Linked DNA regions of Mus musculus: region 1 is linked to region 2. A link is a contact called in public HiChIP or PLAC-seq data. All regions are on one chromosome and are shown on one strand. The core of a region is the stretch at or near the end of the contact, and the rest is flanking DNA. Distances in the headings are between cores, read along the strand shown. Region 1 overlaps Bik (BCL2-interacting killer). Region 2 overlaps Pacsin2 (protein kinase C and casein kinase substrate in neurons 2).

What was found. HiChIP or PLAC-seq counts read pairs in DNA pulled down with a chosen protein or histone mark.
Region 1: a contact with region 2 is called in an HNF4G HiChIP or PLAC-seq map of pancreatic cancer cells. The contact joins two enhancer-like sites. A contact is called at or near these places in 1 of 39 promoter capture datasets (embryonic stem cells), 2 of 115 datasets of contacts at active chromatin or transcription factors (pancreatic cancer cells and trophoblast stem cells) and 3 of 9 other capture datasets (adipose tissue, liver and pancreatic islet).

Annotation. Positions count from the first base shown.
Region 1 is chr15:83,540,484-83,543,734 of GRCm38.p6, reverse strand. Bik (BCL2-interacting killer) reads right to left here. Exons shown (of 5, transcript NM_007546.2): 2 at 2,293-2,440; 3 at 572-670; 4 at 38-155. The coding sequence starts at 2,435. Among named protein-coding and RNA genes, the nearest start is that of Mcat, 14 kb to the left of the region's middle. Within about 2 kb of position 1,679, at least 21 of the 459 cell types and tissues checked have an H3K27ac peak or open chromatin away from gene starts, as enhancers often do. A contact at or near this core is called in pancreatic cancer cells, where this site is marked.
Region 2 is chr15:83,408,942-83,412,117 of GRCm38.p6, reverse strand. All of the region lies in intron 1 of Pacsin2 (protein kinase C and casein kinase substrate in neurons 2), which reads left to right. Among named protein-coding and RNA genes, the nearest start is that of Gm41368, 25 kb to the right of the region's middle. Within about 2 kb of position 1,572, at least 101 of the 459 cell types and tissues checked have an H3K27ac peak or open chromatin away from gene starts, as enhancers often do. A contact at or near this core is called in pancreatic cancer cells, where this site is marked.

The DNA of each region.
Region 1 (3,251 bases), core at 430-2,929, 130 kb before region 2:
AGGATAAGACATGGACTAGAGGCTTCAAGGTGCTTACCCAGGCGCCAGGAGTCAAGACTCTCCAGGACCAGATGTTTTCCCTGAGGTTGGTGAGGCTTCGAATCAAGCTCCTGAAAATACCTCTGACACCTGTCCGGCTGTAGGTGACAGCGAGTCTGTAAGACACGAGATGAGCAAGGTGGTCACTATAGCCGTAGGCACTGGAAGTGTACGCGTGTGACCCCTTACAGCATGGCCCACAGAGAGCCCCTGTGCGCCTCTGGTTCTCTCTCTGCCCAGAGCCACCCTCAAGGAGCACCTGCCTCTCTGAAGGCCCCTGAGCCTCGCTCAGATCCACACGGCCTTGTGAGTCGGGATCTCTCCGGACTCTTCAGCTTGAGAAGCAAAAGAAAGGCCCTGAGTGGTGCTTGATCTACTGCTAAGGCCAGAGGGAGGATTTGGGGGGACCCACGTGGGGGCTGGAAGGCAAGGGGTTTCAAGCTTGCCTGAGAACTCCCATACTCCTCTTCCAAGGTTTGCAGGGCTCCCTTGGGGCCCAGCCCTGTCCGGTTCACCCTGGGTAACTGGTTACCTGTGTATAGCAATCCCAGGCAGCTGGACCAGACGGGGGCTCCGCAGACACAGGTCCATCTCATCGCCGATGCAGGCCAGCCTCAAGGCCACCTGGTTTCTGCAGGAAGGCATACATAAGGCAGTTTGGTGTGGTTATGCTGGGGAGGCCATACCACACACCCAGCCTAATTTCCATGGAATTCAGGACCCAGCAAGAGGAAGGCAGTGGGATACTGGGGGAAGGAGGGAGCGGGGCGGGGGGGCTAGCAGCAAACCTCCTCGGTGTCCCTCTTATCCATGGGTGCACTTATGAGTAAGAGCCATTTCAAATGTGCCCCTGTAGGATAAACCACAGGCTACTGAGACCTATCCCAGCCTATACCCCATGTCTGCCTCTTGCGGAAGTCAGACACAAAAGTACTAGGGGATGTCTTGTGAACCTGCCCGGAAGTCAGGGACAGCTTACTTCTGCTTACTCCAGGAACTTTCCTTTAGAGAATCTTGGGGAGGGGCCTACCTGGTGAACATTGAAGAACAAGTGTGGGGTGTGTGTGCTTGGAGCCCCTTCAGTTGGCTTCCTATAGGGTCTCAGTCTATCCTGCTCCCGGAGACCTGTCCCTGGTTCCCAGTCTCAGAACACTGGTGCCTGCACCTTCTCCAGATGGAGAGCAGTAAACCAAATTCAATTCCCTCCACCATCTACACTGGTAGCACGTGCCTTCAATTTAAAGAAAATCTCAGGGGCTGGAGAGGTAGCTCAGCAGCTAAGGTACTTGTTGCTCAGGCAGACGACATGATTGTTTACAGCCACCTGTAATTTCAGTTCCAAGGGCTACAGCGTCCTCCTCTGAGTACTGCAGGCACCAGGGATGTACGAAGGGCACAGACATACGTGCAGGCAAGCACTCATGCACATAAAATAAATCTTTTAAAAACAATAAAAAGTCTCCATTGAAACAGGAGACACACTTGTGTGGTGAATACACACACAAACACACACACACACACACACACACACACACACACACACACACACACACTGAAACCAGCCTGGCTAAGCCCTTCCTGGGGTTTGCCCACACATTCCACACCAGCGACACAGCAGCTCACTGGAAAGTCCCTACAGAGGGCATCTCCAGAGCCACCTGTTCCACACACCCAGTGTCCTAGGTTTCTTCCTGATTCTGATGGTCACAAGGGTTCAAGGAACCTGGAAGGTCGCCTGGCAACCGAGTTGAGCGGATTTAGTCCCGCCTATTCCCTGAGAGACCCCCCAGGAAAACACTGTCCCCGGCTTCATTCCACTCAGGAATGGAGCAGAAAGTGAGGCGACACTGATTCCACAACCAGAGTGGCAGAGAACCCTGAAGCTGAGGGTACACGTGAAGAGCCTGTGCTGACCTGCCTATGTGCAGAAGGACTCGCCCTGGCCAGTATGGCTGCTCTCTCTTTCTGCTGGGAAATGAAGGATGGGTCTCAGAGCCTGAGCAGGGAGGGACTTGGCCTTCTGGACACAGAGGCAACAACAGATAAGCCCTCTACTAGTGAAACCAGATGGCCCAGGTTCAGGCTGCATTGTGCTGGTCCCGACACCCAGGAAACACACTGGAGCCCTGTGTGGGTGGGGGGACCTCCAGGAGCTCCTTGCCCTGTTATCTCCCCACTCCCCTTCCCCCCACTCCTCTATATAGAAGGTGCTGTTCCAACCCATGTCCAGTGGAGAGTCCAGTCAGGCCCTACCTGCCTTCCACGCACTCCATGAGGTCCACGTCTCTCACAGGCTCCTTCATGCTGGGAGTCTCAGAGGCCACTGGAGGTTGGGGGACCTGGTCGTGTGGAACAGTCTTGATGACGTCTCTGGCCATAAGTCTCGCCTCCGACATGTGTTCTGTGGGATAAAATAAGGCAGAGCGTGACTAGATCTCCAGAACTATGCACCGGTGGCTACAGACCATAGTAAGTGCTTGGTATGTGGGGCACAGAAAGCCCCCGGGAACTACAAGGCCTTGGTATATGAGTGTTCCTGACCCTCCTCTGTCCCAGAATGAGTCACAAAAACCAGAGATGCTTCCATCCAGGCTGCTCACATAAGCTGGGCTATCTTTCCCAAAGCAGGCCACCAAGCTTCAACAAGATTCTGGTCCTCTTTCCTGGTCCCTTGAAGATCAGGACGTTCAAAGACTCTGAATAGACTCCCCACTAGCCCCACCCCAGTCTGTCCAGAGCCTGCTAATGCTGTTTGCCCAGCCATAGCTCTACACACCACTGCCCCGTAGCAGACCTGAGCATCAAACCAAGTTTCTCCAAGGGCTGGGAGAAAAGCTTGTCCTTACCATGCAAGCATGAGGACTTGACTTAAGATCTCCAGAATGCAAGGCAGGACTCTGGAGGAGCTGTGTGCAGCACTACATGCCTGGAACCCCAGGACTGTGGAGCTGAGAACAGAGTCCATGGGGCTTGCTGACCAGCCAGCCCAATTTCATCAGTGAGTCCCAGTTTCCAGATCCTGTCTCAGAAACCCAAGTCACGTCTGGAGGGACGGGTTAATCAGGTAGAGACAGTGTGTACCACTCTTGCCGAGGAACAGAGTTCCATTCCCAGAATCCACATCGGCAGTTCGCAACCCCTTATAAACTCCAGGTGGAGGGGCTCAGAGCCCTCTTTCACCCTCCAAGGGCACCCACACTCTCACACACACA
Region 2 (3,176 bases), core at 323-2,822:
TTAGTTTTCAGGCAGTATTTTCCAAGGCAACTACATCTTCAGAGAAATTCTTAGAAGAATTAAAAACTATACTCCTCCTCTAAACTCTCATTGTTTAGACTGGCAAGTGCTCTGGCAGGTGGGGGACCAAGTGTTGGGTCTCAGGCCGCTCCACTTTAGCAGCAGCCTCTAGAATCCAGCATCTTTTGATGGTCAGTTTCCCCGCTCATTGTTGAGGGCTCCACACCGCGTTCCAGAGAGAGAAGTCACTTTATTTGCTGATCTCTATCACTTCCTTTAAGGAATGTTCCCTTTTCCAGATGAAGTCATTGGAAGCAAAATAGGTTGTGCCAGGTAGCTGAGTTGAAACACATGTTTCTTCTTAACCAATGGTGTGAGGCCATGTGTTAGCTCAGGCCTGAACCAGGTGGTTTGTGTGCTCAAGAGATGCAGGACCCCTGTCCTTCTTCCTAAGGGACTGAGTGGACACACACTGAAGCTGGCAGCAGAGGGCCTCAGCTGGGCTGGAGGGTGCCTGTGTGGTTGGAGGGAGCAGAGCCTGAGCTTTTCATTGTTGTTGAGCCGCTGAACCCACTTGTGATGAATATGGTAGTGCTGGGCTCTCTTTCAGCCTTTAGAAGGACTTGAAGAAAAGAACATAGAATAAAATGGGAAGGGGACAGGTGTATTGATAAAGTAATTTTAGCCACTGGAGTTAAAACCTCTTCAAATAGTTTCCTTCTGTGGATCTCATCTCCCTGATTCAAAGTCACTCAGACTTCAGCCCCCCCCCCTAAAATGTCTGACAAGTTTTAGCAGAGTGAGGTATCCAAAGAAACGTGGATGCTACAGAGAAGGCCGTGAAGAAAAGAGGGCAGTGATACAGACCCACGCCCTCGGAGTTCCCATTTGTGGTGTGGTGGTGTAGCCTTTAATCCTAACACTCAGGAAGCAGAGGTAGATGGAACTCTGTGAGTTTGAGGCTAACCTAATCTACAGAGTTTCAGGAGAGCTAGGGCTATGTAGAGAGACCCTGTTGATAGGCAGGCAGGCAGACAGACAGACAAAATACAAAAAGGTGTTAGACATTGAAAGTGGTTTTGAGTGGGAGTTTGAGGCTAGGATACTGCCTGCCTCACCCAGGTCTGTAGTGCAGGAAGGGCATGGCAGACAGGAGGCGTGAACTGGCTGTACCTACAGTGCAGTGGCAGTAGAGTACCCACTTGGTCAGAGCTGTGTGCTCTGGGGGTGGGGTGGGAGGGCGAGGCTTGGGGACTGACAGTTTGGTGGGAAGCGAGCAGAGCTGGAGCTGTGGAGGCCATGGAGGGGCATGCATGGTCACTGGGCTGATTTCTCTCGAAGCTGGGAGGCTTGTCCTGGGATGTGGCCATGTGGGACCACCCTTCATCCCAACATGGCATCATTCAGGAAACAAAATGTCTTTGCCGGTTTGGTATTTCTTTCAAAAGCATTCTGTGTGGTTGGATGACATTTCAAATAGCTCAGGAGGCTGTTAACAGTAGAGTCTCCCCATGCCAGGGGCACATGTGACTGAGTGAGGACTGTGTAGCCATGAGCTTTGAGAGGTCACAGTTGCTGCCGTCCAGCAGGACACGTATGATGCTGCCCCGCAGCTGCCTGTGTTCCATCTCTGCACAGCCCTTGTCCTGGCTGCCTGGTGCCCCATGCTTCAAGTGTATTTCCTCTTCTCCTTTTAAGTCTCTTCTCATCTTTCTTTCCTTTCTCAGACAGGAGTTTACTGTTGGGAAAGCTGACCTTGTCGGTTCTACTTCCTCAGCCTCCCTGGTGCCAGACTCACGCCTCTGAGTCACTTCTCCCCGCTACAGTATCAGCATTTGATGGACACCAAAGTAGCTCTGAGTTTTCAGGGTTGTTTTTTTTTTTTCTGAACAGTCCCACAGTGAACTCTTAGCTCTCCTGGCTGAGCTTATCCATAGGGTAAACTTGCAGCTGAAACAGGTCCCAGGATAGATGGTAACTTCTCACATTGAGGTTGGATAATGTGCAGAGCTAAGGACAGATACAAAATATACAAGCTTGGGCTTTGTTTTTTTTTTTTTTAAGATTTACTTTTAATTATGTGAGTGTATGTGTGAGTGAAAGGGGACATGTGTATGAGGCACAGGTGCCCAAAGAGGCCAGACACATCGGATTCCCCTGGAGCTAGGTGTTCAGATGGTTGTGAGCTGTCTGACGTGGATCCTGGGAACCAAACTGGCATCACCTGCAAGAGCAGTAAATGCTCTTAAGTGCCCCATGCTTGGTTTTAAATAGCATGTCTTACTGCGTGGTTTTAGTTCTGAAAAGCTAAGTGCAGAGGTCCAGTCCAAGTTACTGTGCATCCTGTAGGTGAGATCCCATTGGTCCCTCTGCAGCTTTTGGTGCTGACCTCCCTGAGCCTAGTACATAGCAGGCCCGTCACTCTCCTGTCCCTTTACTGAGAGGTACCTGTCCCTACTTCCCGTCTTTTGGAGTCTTCTGAGGACATACTTGATCTCACCAAGTCCCTGTCCCTCACACTTCTTTCCCTAGCACCTATATTTCCTCTGTCCTAGAATTTAGCACACTGTGTGGCTCTGTCACTTAGCTGCATGGCAGGGTATCCTAGGGAGAATATCAACTCCAGGAGGACAGAGACTGTTAGCAGTTTAGGACAGTTGCTAGTATGTGGGAGATGTTTGTGGAATGAATGACTAACTGTGTACACTTATTTAAAGACTGCTGGCTGCCCACCTCACCCTGGGGCTGCACAGTGACTCGGAAGAGGCAGACATTTCCTAGGGACTGAAGAATATTCTGTGCAGGTAATGAGTAAGAAAGAAGCTTGTGTACCCATGGGACAGAAAGTGGCCTGGGAAGGCCGTGTGTGTACCACTGCTGCCCTCTGCGGCTAGTGCTTGGCAGGGATTTCAGAGGAGAGCTTCCTCTCATCTTTCAGGGAAGACAGGCAAGCACAGTTCTCGGACCCCCGTGCTTTCTGCAGTAGCCTGTAGGCCTCAGGAAGGCCTCTTGGTTTTTCCTCTGGAATGAACTAAAGGGATTAAAGTGAAGCTAGACGTCTTATGTAACACATCCTTTGTGTACCTGATACCTGTTATCAGGCCTGAAATGGTAGGAGGAGGTTATGCCAGCCTCCAGCTGGGGCCAAGGGCAGCTGTGGCCTCATCTGTTAACCT